Regions from separate parts of the Gossypium hirsutum genome. Here region 1 is linked to region 2. Evidence: chromatin contacts called from public Hi-C data. All regions are on one chromosome and are shown on one strand. The core of a region is the stretch at or near the end of the contact, and the rest is flanking DNA. Distances in the headings are between cores, read along the strand shown.

What was found. A called contact is a pair of places that touch in the nucleus more often than the background predicts.
Region 1: a contact with region 2 is called in a Hi-C map of fibers, with 2.2 times the contacts expected there. The contact joins two enhancer-like sites. A contact is called at or near these places in 6 of 34 Hi-C or Micro-C datasets (fibers, hypocotyl, leaf and 1 more).

Annotation. Positions count from the first base shown.
Region 1 is chrD13:46,777,783-46,783,359 of Gossypium_hirsutum_v2.1, forward strand. No RefSeq gene overlaps it. Among protein-coding and RNA genes, the nearest start is that of LOC107919830, 29 kb to the right of the region's middle. Within about 2 kb of position 2,414, at least 9 of the 9 cell types and tissues checked have an H3K27ac peak or open chromatin away from gene starts, as enhancers often do.
Region 2 is chrD13:46,726,138-46,731,868 of Gossypium_hirsutum_v2.1, forward strand. It overlaps LOC107919946, which reads left to right. Exons shown (of 5, transcript XR_001690499.2): 4 at 429-523; 5 at 614-780. Among protein-coding and RNA genes, the nearest start is that of LOC107919946, 6.7 kb to the left of the region's middle. Within about 2 kb of position 2,989, at least 1 of the 9 cell types and tissues checked has an H3K27ac peak or open chromatin away from gene starts, as enhancers often do.

The sequences.
Region 1 (5,577 bases), core at 1,164-3,663, 51 kb after region 2:
TGACATGATCACTTTCCAAAGGAAATCGGGAACCCCGAAAGCTTGTAAGGAAGCATCAATAAAAGCCTAATTCACTCTGTCATATGCCTTGTCTAAATCAAGTTTAATTGCCATTCTATTCTTCCCATTTCGTTTTCTTCGTATAGTGTGGATGACTTCCTAAGCTATAATAATATTATCAGAGATATTGCGCCCATCAATGAATCTGGCTTGTTCTTGAGAAATAAAGTTGGGGAATATCATCTTAAATCAGTTTGTAATCACTTTAATCACCAACTTATACAGGACAGAGCAAAGACTAATGGGTCGAAATTGGCTGAAGTTCTCAAGACAGTCTTTTTTAGAATTAAAACAATCGGAGTATTATTCAATTTTGAATCAATGGATTTGCCTACAAAAATTCCTTGCACCCACTCACAAACAGTACTATCAACGATATCCCACTGGCTCTGGAAAAAGAGTGTGTGGTATCCATCACTTTCGGGGGTTTTTAGCGGAGCCATATTGAATAAAGCCCTCTTAATCTCAACATTTGTTACTAGTTTCCCTAAGAAAGCAATATCCGAAGAACCAATGCGAGGGAAAACATCAGACGAAAGATCTCTTATGGATGCTGAGACTTCTCCATACAATCTCTCAAAAAATCCAATGCCTCAATTTGAAGTCTGCTCTGATCAAAACACCACTCTCCACTATCGAGTCGTAAGGCCATGATGTGATTAAGCTTTCCTCTTTGTATCGTGCGGCTATGAAAGAATTTTGTATTCTTGTCCCCTAAATGAAGCCAGTCACACCTCGCCTTTTGTCTCCACAATAACTTCTCATGGTTAAGCATATTTTCCAACTTATCACAGATCTCTGTTTCTTGTTGGACTAAATGATTTGAATCAGAGTGGTCTAAAGTTGCTTGGACTATAAAAATCTTCCTTATGAGATACCTCTTACGGGAACCTAGAAATCTATAAACATTCTTATTCCAATCTTTAATATACTAAGTAAAATCAGTAAGAGTGTCAGCCATATTACCCACATAGTTCCACTTATCTTTGACAAAACATGATAAGCTTGCGTGTTTAGTCCACCCTGCTAGAAACTTAAAAGGTCTTCCTCTAGCCAAATTGAGATCCAATCTTGTATCCAACAGAATGGGTCTATGGTCAAATTTCATGCACAAAAGGTGATAAATTAAATATTGAATGAAAGTTGTCATCCAAGCATTATTAGTCAATGCCCAATCTAGTCTTTCAAACGTACTTTCTCTTTGTCAAGTAAAGGAAGGACCATTGTATCTCAGATCTTGCAAATCACAAGAATAAACAAAATTACCAAAAAAAATTGCATCTCTTTCCAGTGGCACAGTAACTTTTTTATCATCAGGTGAGAGAATAGTATTGAAGTCACCCATTATTAACCACGGAGAGGAAATATGCAGTAACACAGATTTCAAACTATCCCAAAGTAGTCTTCGTTTCTTCCTATCAGGATTACCATAAACAAATGAGATAAAAATGGAATTAGTAGAAATAATATCATCAACATGAATGAGAATGAACTAAGGATGATTTTGGATAATCTGAATCTTAATGGGATCTTTCCAAACCACCCAAATGCCTCTTGAAAAGCCAACAGCTTCAACACAGTAAGAAAATTAAACCCCAATTTACCAGTAACATAATTTTCTTTTTTACTACTTATTCTCGGTTCCAACAAACATCATATATCCAGATTAAATTATACATTATATTCACGAAAAACTCAAAGAAATTTACTGCTAGCGCACCCTTGGCAGTTCCATGAAAAAAATTTTAATTTTAAATTCATAAAAAATTAAACGTTAAAAAAAATTAAAAAGAGAGATACAGTCTTCCTGTCCATGAGGATCAATTCAGGCTAGATGCTCCTTTAATCTAACAGAATCACCTAAGTTGATTTCCCCTCTGTTATTAGTCGAAATAATCTCAATCAAGTAGTTCATAGTCTCCCGTTCCCACCTCCGAGATTATCACCATTCCATTTTCCAGATTAGCGAACCACTGCCTTCTCCACAATTATTCCATTGTTCCCCTTGTCGTTAGAATCGATTTTTGAATCTTTGTTCTCCTTAAAAATCACAGTCGTGTGTTTGTTGGGGTCAAGGTTGTGGATCATCACCTCCGACGCAATACCCTTCATTCCTTCCATTGTTGAGCACGGAGCAAAATTAGATTCTAAAAAATCCCCGTCATTTCCATTAAATGGCTCAAATTCTGAATCAACAGTCTCATCATTCTTCATCGGATACTGTTTGATGATAGCAGCTTTGGGTGTCTGCTATCTTTCAAGTCCTATATAGCTTTGTTCACCTTAGAAAGAGGCATACCTTCAAGTGGGCCACATAGATCCAACCGCTCATTAGTTTCTTTTATATTCTTCCTAGACTCGCCATTTCCTGAATGATTACCATTAGCCAACCTGCTAGTCGCACCAAGCCCAACAGACAACCCACTAGCAGCTCCATTTTATCTCACCAGGCCAGCAATATTTTTAAAACCCAATTTATTAGGTGAGCCTTTGTCCACTAATTTACTTACCAGATGATCATTGCTTTGCCTTAAGGTTTCTTTTTTGGTGGTCACCATTCATTATTCCTTTCTCTTTATTACATCGACTGTCAATCACCTTAGTCTGATCACCAAAAGAAACCCTAGCATTTAGTTCCAACTCTATCAATACTTTAAACTAAAACATTCCCTTGTTCTTCGCTAGATTTTCAGCATTCAACTGCGGGAGATCCCTAGCCTTTCGCCTAGATTTCTTTTCCACTAACATCTACGACCCGTAAGTTTTGTCATTCTCCAACATCATGTTGATAGCCAAAATTTGGTGATAAACCAGTCAGCAGTGATTCATCTCCGGTGTTGTGTTCAGATGCCTTGAAGGTGCACTGTTCTTTAACATGTTCATTTCTTCCACACTGAAAGTAAACCACCAATCAAAATTCATATTCGAATTTTTGTACTTTGCTATTAATTAAAATTTTAGAAACCAGAGGCCTCTCCAAATTGATATAAACCGCCTTCCGGGCAAAACGGCCTCTTACTCTGTTATCAGTGTTCATATCCAATTTGGTAACTATCGAAATCATTTTTTAAAAATTGATGTTATTTTGAAAAATGGGATCGATTTTAAAAATGAAAAATGGGAGTCGCCACCGATTTTTTATTGAGGTGTGATCGGTTCACCATTAAAAATGATTTTGGTCTGCGAAATTTGAGAAAATAAGTTCGGGAGTCAGTTACACACGAGGAAGGGTTAGCACCCTCGTAACGCCCAAAATTGGTACCAAATTGATTGTTTAATGTCTTAGTGTCGAAACTTTGGAAAGATTTTAAAATACGATCTTTTGGTGAGAAAACTCGAATGAACTAAATTGAACGATAGGACGCACTTATTTCGAAGAAATAAATTGTCACACTCAGTGAGTTAGGGTGCTACAATTCAATCTTTGAAATTAAATTTGTCCTTTTTTTTAAAGAAAATCATGTATTTTTTTAAGGTTATTTGATTATTTAAGTCAATCGAGAAATCAGAATCCAGTAAGTTAGAGTTTAATTTTTCGAAATTCTTAAACATCAAATGTTGCCTTTATTTTAAAATCGAGATAACAAAATATCGTATCCAGTAAGTTAGGATCCAATATTTTGAAATCTTAAGAACTTTATTTTAACAATTGTATGGTTTTAATAAAATGAATACGTGATTATCTAAATTCATCGAGAAGAATTGAAGCCCGGTAAGTTAGGGCACAATTTTCTCGAGAATCGTAAATATCGAATATTTTTGACAATTAGCAAAATAAGATGATTTTTAAAAATTTAATGAAATCAGATTTTTTTTAAAAAAATAATGTGATGAGATATTAATGTACAACACGAAACAATAATTAATAAACTAAGTTTAGATTAATGATCATCAATAATTTATGAATACAAATAAACAATATAATACATGTACAAATAATAATCATATATCTCAAACCATGCAAGCATAATTATCAACATTAAAAAAAACCATAACATTAATAATTAATCTTTAAGTACCTAAAAAAACAAGAGAAGAAATGAAAATCAATGAATTACGAACATCAAAATTTAAAAGAAATATATATGAATTTGTATTAGATTCCAAATAAAGTTAATAAAACATACACTATATAAATAATAGTTTTAAGATTTACAAAAATAAAGTATGTGTATATATAAATGAATTCGAAAGAAAATATATAAATAAATCTAAAGGGAAATTTAAAGGTAATAACTAGAATAGTATGAAATCAATGAGATATATATAATAAAAATAATTTAATATAAATTATATATGTATATATATAAATAATATTGTATAAAAACATTTTTTGTATTAATCTTTAAAATAAATAAATATAAATAAAGTAAATTCCAAAATTATATCATAGAATAGGAACACCAAAGAATATATATAAAATTTAAAATATATAAAAAGGGTAATAAAGTTAAATAATACCAATATATTAAATCTCAAAATAATGATTTATAATAAATTTAAAAAAACATAATATATAATAAATTATGCTATTATTAATAATATATTATTAATCAATGTAAACTAAAGCAACCATACCGAACAATTAAAAAAAACTTAAAACATTAATATGAAATAAAATATATAAAAATAAAGAGTTTGATTTGTAAAACAAGATTAGATTTAAAATAGATGCATTTATGGGATGGAAAATTAAAAAAGAATTTAATGCATTACTGGACCAAGGTAAAACAAATAGCAAAATACAGAACTAAATTTAAAAGGTAAAAAAACGATAAAAAACATCAGAAAAATATGGATTAATCATGGCCACTGCTCAGGCTCTGAACGACGTCGTTTCTTTAGTCAAATAAAGACTAAATTAAGCATAAAATTAGCAGACATTTGAAACTCACAAATCAACCCTAAAAAAAAACCTAATCTCTTCCCCTCCGTGCTCCGTTTCAGACTCAGCCACTTAAAGGCTCTCCAATCCCACGCCCGATCTCCAATTACGACGAAGAGGACGAGGATTCGGCTTCGCAACAAAAGTAAAATCCTTCACTCTCCTTTCGTTTCCCTTTCTCAAACAATAAATAAAAAGAAAAGAAAAAGGATAGAAAAATGATTAAAAAAAACAAGAGAAAAGAAACTCGAAATCACCTTCAAAGTCTGATTTATTTCTTTTTCTTAATTCTTTTTTATTTCAGTGTGCGTCACCCGTTTACAGATTCTTAAATCGGCCTTTATAGCCGAAAAATGAAAAAAGAAAATAAAATCAAAAAATAAAAGGAAATCTATATTTTCTCTTAATATTTTTTTGTCTTTTTTGTTGTTGTTCTGTGCTACGTTGTTTGCTCTATTTGCAGGTACGGCGTATGGAGTCGGGGACGTGGCGTGTGTACGGAGGCAGAGGCTGGCATGGAGCGACTCGAAGGCATGGCTCGTGGGGCCGAGGGAAAGCCCTCGTGGCTGCGGCGCTGGAGGCATTCTGGAAACCCTAGGGGTTTCTGAAAATTATTCAAATCGGGCCGTGGT
Region 2 (5,731 bases), core at 1,739-4,238:
AGAACCGGGCTTTTGCAATGACCCAAGGGTTATACTAATTTTGGATTTTCTTTTCTATTTCATGTAAATCAGGTGCTAAGATGTGTGGTGGGGAAAGTTACCTCCCATAGGAGGCTTTCTAAGAGTAAGAACATCCTGGGATAGCTGTAAACTTTTATGAATAAGTTTTATGGTCTCACGGGTTTTCCATCAGGCCAAAAACCTTTTCCTTGATTTCTGGGCCTTTGGACTTTTTTCCCCTTTTTTTTATTCCATATTGCATTTTAACGTAAAACTCTTGCTACTGGTTTCATACTTATTGTTGGTCAAAATAAGTTATATTATGCATACGAGCTTCTAAGTAAATATGGCTATGCTGTGAATTCTTTTTCATACTTTTCAACTTATTTATTTTTCTACCCTGAGAAGCCTTTGATAATCTGTTGCAGGCTTTTTGCCAGCATGGGAGCAACCACCATCCCAGGGGTATGAAAAGCCATTCTGATTCTACAATTGTGCAAAATATGCGAAGAAATTCTGCGTAGTATGTTTACATTAGTCACTCATTGTTGTCTGTTCCATCCTATTGCAAGTTGCTTTTGAATTTATGCTTGTATATCTCTGCTGCTGATAGGAATTTACGACATGGTGAATGCGTTTCTTTCATTTGGCTGTTGCACTACATCGGAAAGAAAGTTCATCATGTTCATTTCTAAAGTATATTTCTTCTCCTTTTTTGCTTGGATTGGATTGAGATCTAGAATGATATTCAAGTAATCTACTGAAAGTCTATGCTGCCAACTTAGTAATTTTTTAGAAGCTAGGGTGATGCTGATTGAGATAAATTTTGACTGTCACAATTTCTGATGAGCAATGGTACACTCATGGCAAGTTCTAGCATGGCCCGTTTAGCATTGTTTTTTCTTGGCTGTCCGAAACTACTTGTTGACAACAATGCTAAACAATCAACTTTTGCCTTTAAACTGACATTTCCGTTCAAACCAAACCAAAAAGCTAGATGAAGTGCTTTTGGCTTTTGGGTAACTAGTTTTGATACCCTCACTTATATGGGGTATACAGGGTGTACAATTCACCTTAAATTACAAACAGTAAATATATATTTTTTGTAATACTTATATTAGATATACATTATTTATGAAATTTTTATCAAATAGATATCATACATTTGAGTTTGGAAGTGATTTTAATATTTAAAATACAGCTTATATATTTAAATTTACAAACAAATTTTATTAATTGCTTAAAAAGTATACATTATAAGATTGATAAATTTGAACACTTGTGTATATAGATTGCGTTGTGAATCTAGAGGCAATTAGAATAAATAGACAGTACTGCACGTTCCAAAACACATATTCTGAATTTACAAGATTCCTTAAGGGGATAAAATGGTGCTCCTGAAATCTTACATAGTTGTGTTTGTATTTCATGCTATTTGTTGTTTCCATAATGTTTGTAGTGTTCCTCGTTTCTCTTTGACGGACTGAACTATCTTCCAATGCTTCACCATTCATTCCATATCTATATATAACAAACAGAAATAAGTTTATAAAAGTCTCGTTAAGATATGAAAAGAAAGCATGGCTATGAGTCATTTAAGTATATATGATGTTGGGGCTTGGAAGGAGCAAGTAATCTTTGCAAGGTGATCCTGCTGATGACTGGATCAAGAGGCCCTACAAAAGCAGTGATACGTTATATGAGGTCTGAATCTGCTCAAAATCTCTGATATTTGGTATGGTAGTTTGAGAATCATTGAATAGAGTCCAAATGAGGTCACAATTTATTAACATCATTTCTTCCATCAGCTTGAAATTGTGAGAACCATGATTCATATATAAAATAAACGAGCTCCTTTTTTTTTTTTTTGTTCTTAAAGCAAACTTCATCAATCTACTAAGCTACATGTTATTATTTGAAGCTCTCAACATACCATTTCCATGTAAGGAAGGTCTTGAATTTGAAGGTTCTGAAAAAGCTTTGAAGCTTCATCATTCACTTTCATTTTATTTTTCTTTAAAATTTTCATTTTACATTATGGTACATGATTAAGTGATAGAAGGACTTGATCGATATAATTTCAATATTAAAAGATAAGAGCATTCGTATAATAATATTCTTTAATTGAAATGAATTTTGGTTTTTCAGTTGAAGGAGTTTGCTAAAGAAATAAAAATACAGAAAACATGAAGGGTAGATGTAACTTTGCGCTTGGAATCCATGGAACGGAATATCAAAGTTTTTATACCAGTAAACGCAATATATATATATATATATATCTTTTTGCTACTTTACTCCGTGTATAATAACAAAATTCAGACATGGATGGCATCACCATTGCACTGCCAAACCTTAGAAATCTCGATTAAAAAGTAAAATAAATAATAATCGAATTATTAGAGTTGGAATCGAACGGAATTTTCAAAAAGCAATCTAGTTTAGAGGTTTAGAGGCTTGGTTTCCTTTTTTCTTTTTCTTAACTTGATGTAAATATATTGAGTCCTCTTAATTTTAAAAATAAATAGATTGGTCACTTATCAAATACAATCGTAAAAATTATATAATATTAAAAAAACCTAAAGAATTATAAAAATTTTAAAATATAAAATTTATAATCTTTAAAATTCAAAATATTATTTAAAAACTGATAAAACTTTCCAAATTTTTGAAAAAAATTACAAAATTAAAAAAAAACCAATTTATTGAAATTAATATATATAACTATATCTGAATGTGGTATTTATGGAAGAATCTCGTCCATTAATTTACTTAAGCTGTTAGTGGCAGCTACGGACACGTGGAAGAGTAATATTTAAAAAACAACTTTTTTTCATTTACACGTGCGTACATTATTTTTCTTCTCATTTTTTTCATGTTTGCTTTGTTCTCTGGTTTATTCAATCATATTTTTGGGAAACACTTATTGTTCATCCCTCTCCTTTTATATGCATAAATTTTCCATCTTGTATTTGTACTTTTATCTCTTCTTTATTGCATCTTATATACATACAAGTTTATCAAATCCAACAAATCTCAGAATAGGTTTTGGTAATGGTAGAAGTAATTGCTAAATTCACACCTAAAAAGGAAAAAGAAAATATAGAAAGGCGATGTGGGGGTTGAAAGGAAAATGAAAAAGAAAGGGGAAGGAAGGCCGAAACCTATGAGCTTGAATGCATGAAGAATGGAGGCTAAGTTGATAAATAGGATGAAGAGTAGACAAAATGATGAAGAAAGGGTGTTCGGCTTCCAATAAAGTTTGATTATTTTGAATAGAATGGTTTAAAATTTTTTTCTTAGTTAATTATTATTTACATTTTATGTTTTTTTTTTAAGTAGAGAATTGAATGAATACACATGTGCGTTTTGTCCTTTTGACTTTCAGATTTTATGAAAATTTCACGAAAATATGAAGATTGGGTAAAAAAAAAACGAAGCAAGGATGTTTGGCTCCCAAGAAAGTTTGATAATGTTGAAGAGAGAGTTTTCATTTTTTTCTTAGTTAAATCTTACTAGCTATTTAATGTTACTTTTACATGGAATATTATATATGCAATTATAAAAATGATATGGATTTTATTTATTTATTTATTTTAAATGTTCAGACGTGATTGTCGTGAAGTAATCTATTATTGTCACATAATTTTTTATAATTGCTTGAGATAAATTAATTGATGGAATAGTTCCATAGGTATCAAATTGAGGATAAAAAACTTAAATATCAAATTTAAAAATATGTATAATTCAAATACTAAATTACAAATTGAAAATATTCTAAAATCTTTCATTTTTCTTTTATTTTATTTTAAAAGAAATTTTAATATGTAAATATTTTCAAATATATGCATTCTAACTCTGAATTTAATTAAATTCTCAACAAAGGCTGACATAATCCTTTAATAGTGTTTTTTTTCTAAAGTTCCAAAGGGACATGTATACACATTCCTTAAATGCCTAGGTAATTGGCTTATATATAATTTAGTTATAACGACACCTATTAATTTTTATAAAAAACATAATTAAAACAATATTTATTATATTATATTAGTATAAAATTTAAATTGGCCAAAGTTTGTAGCACGGAAAAAACAAAAGTTTGCGGTTAGGGTTTGGTTTAGCACCGACAAGAATTTTTCATCTTTCTAAAAAGAATTCTAAAGATTTTTTATTGATTTTGAAGAGTCGGTTTAGTTGTCTATTTTTTTAAATTGAAGGCAGAGATTGAAGGAAAATATGGACGAAAAACAGGGTTTTACAATGGAAAAAGAGTTGACAGATTTAAGCCTCGAAGAAGAAGAAGAAGAAGCCTTGCAATTTGGGGTGGAATCTATTTTAAAGAAATCAGTGTATGATATATGTTTGGTAGGGTGCTATCTTACAGCAAGCGTGGTACACTTTTCAGCCATGAGGAATACTATGACTAACTTATGGCACCCGTTGGAATGAATTCAAATTTCAAAATTAGGGGAAAAACGCTATTTGTTTTAGTTCTTCCATGAAGTTGATATGGATCGTGTTTTATGGGGTTCACCGTGGACTTTTAATAATCATCTTCTTGTGTTACATCGATTGAGGAAGGGAGAAGACCCAAATTTTGTACCTTTGGTGTTTGTTGAATTTTGGGTACAAATGCATGATCTTGTGCCAGGGTTTTACTTCGAGGAACTGGCAAGGTAACTTGGGAACTTTGTTGGTAAGTTTCTAAAATATGATACAAAGCAATCAAATCAGAGTTATAAAAATTTTATGTGAATTAGGGTTCAATTAGATGTGTGAAAACCGTTAAAGAGAAGGAAAAAAAGTCATGTAAACACAATCAAGCTTTGTTTATGTGAAATTCAGATATGAAAAATTATATTTATTTTGTTTTTTATGTGATTGTTTAGGGCATGGAGATAAATTCTGTCAAAAGAGAATTGATATTGGAATGCAAGAAGTGGAGTATGGGTGGAATTTGTCTCTAAAGACTCAATCAATAAGAGCGATGACTACTCCAAGTTTATGGTTGAGGGAAAATAATAGTGAAGGTATTCGTGGGGAAACTGTAGGAACTCAAACCGCTGGTAAAAGTGGGAGGGGGATTGCAAGTTTTGATCTACGACAAAATCTAACTTTTAATTATACTTTGGGGTTTAATCTGGAAGGAATGGGGATTCATGACAAAGAGGAGGTAAGTAGTGAAGGAATGGGGAAGGTAGATATGGATGAAGATAGTGAAGAGCTACCATTAATTAACGGCGAAAGAAAAAAAAGACCAAGGCCAGATAAAAAAATACCATATATTTCTATAAACACTCTATTAGCTAAAGTGAAGAAAAAACATGAGGTAATTTACAAAAAACAAATATCGACGGCTGCCAGTAGGCAAGCCGATCAGACGCAATGCAAATATTAAGTTGGAATATCCATGGGTTGGGGAGTCCATGGGGCGTTAGGAGGCTTCGACATTTGCTGAAGCAACATAATCCTCAAGTTGTCTTTCTTATGGAGGCAAAGTTAGATGGAAGTTGAATGGATAGAGTGCGACGATAATGTGGTTTTTATAATGGTATTGATGTACCGGTTGTAGGTATGCATGGCGGGCTAAGTCTTGGGTGGAAGGGGGATCTATTGGTTAGTTTAAAGAGTTATTCTATCAATCACATTGATGTTAATATTGAAGAAAGTGGAGGTTTGCCAAAGTGGAGGTTGACAGGATTCTATGGGGCTCCAAAAGCTCGAGGAAGGAAGG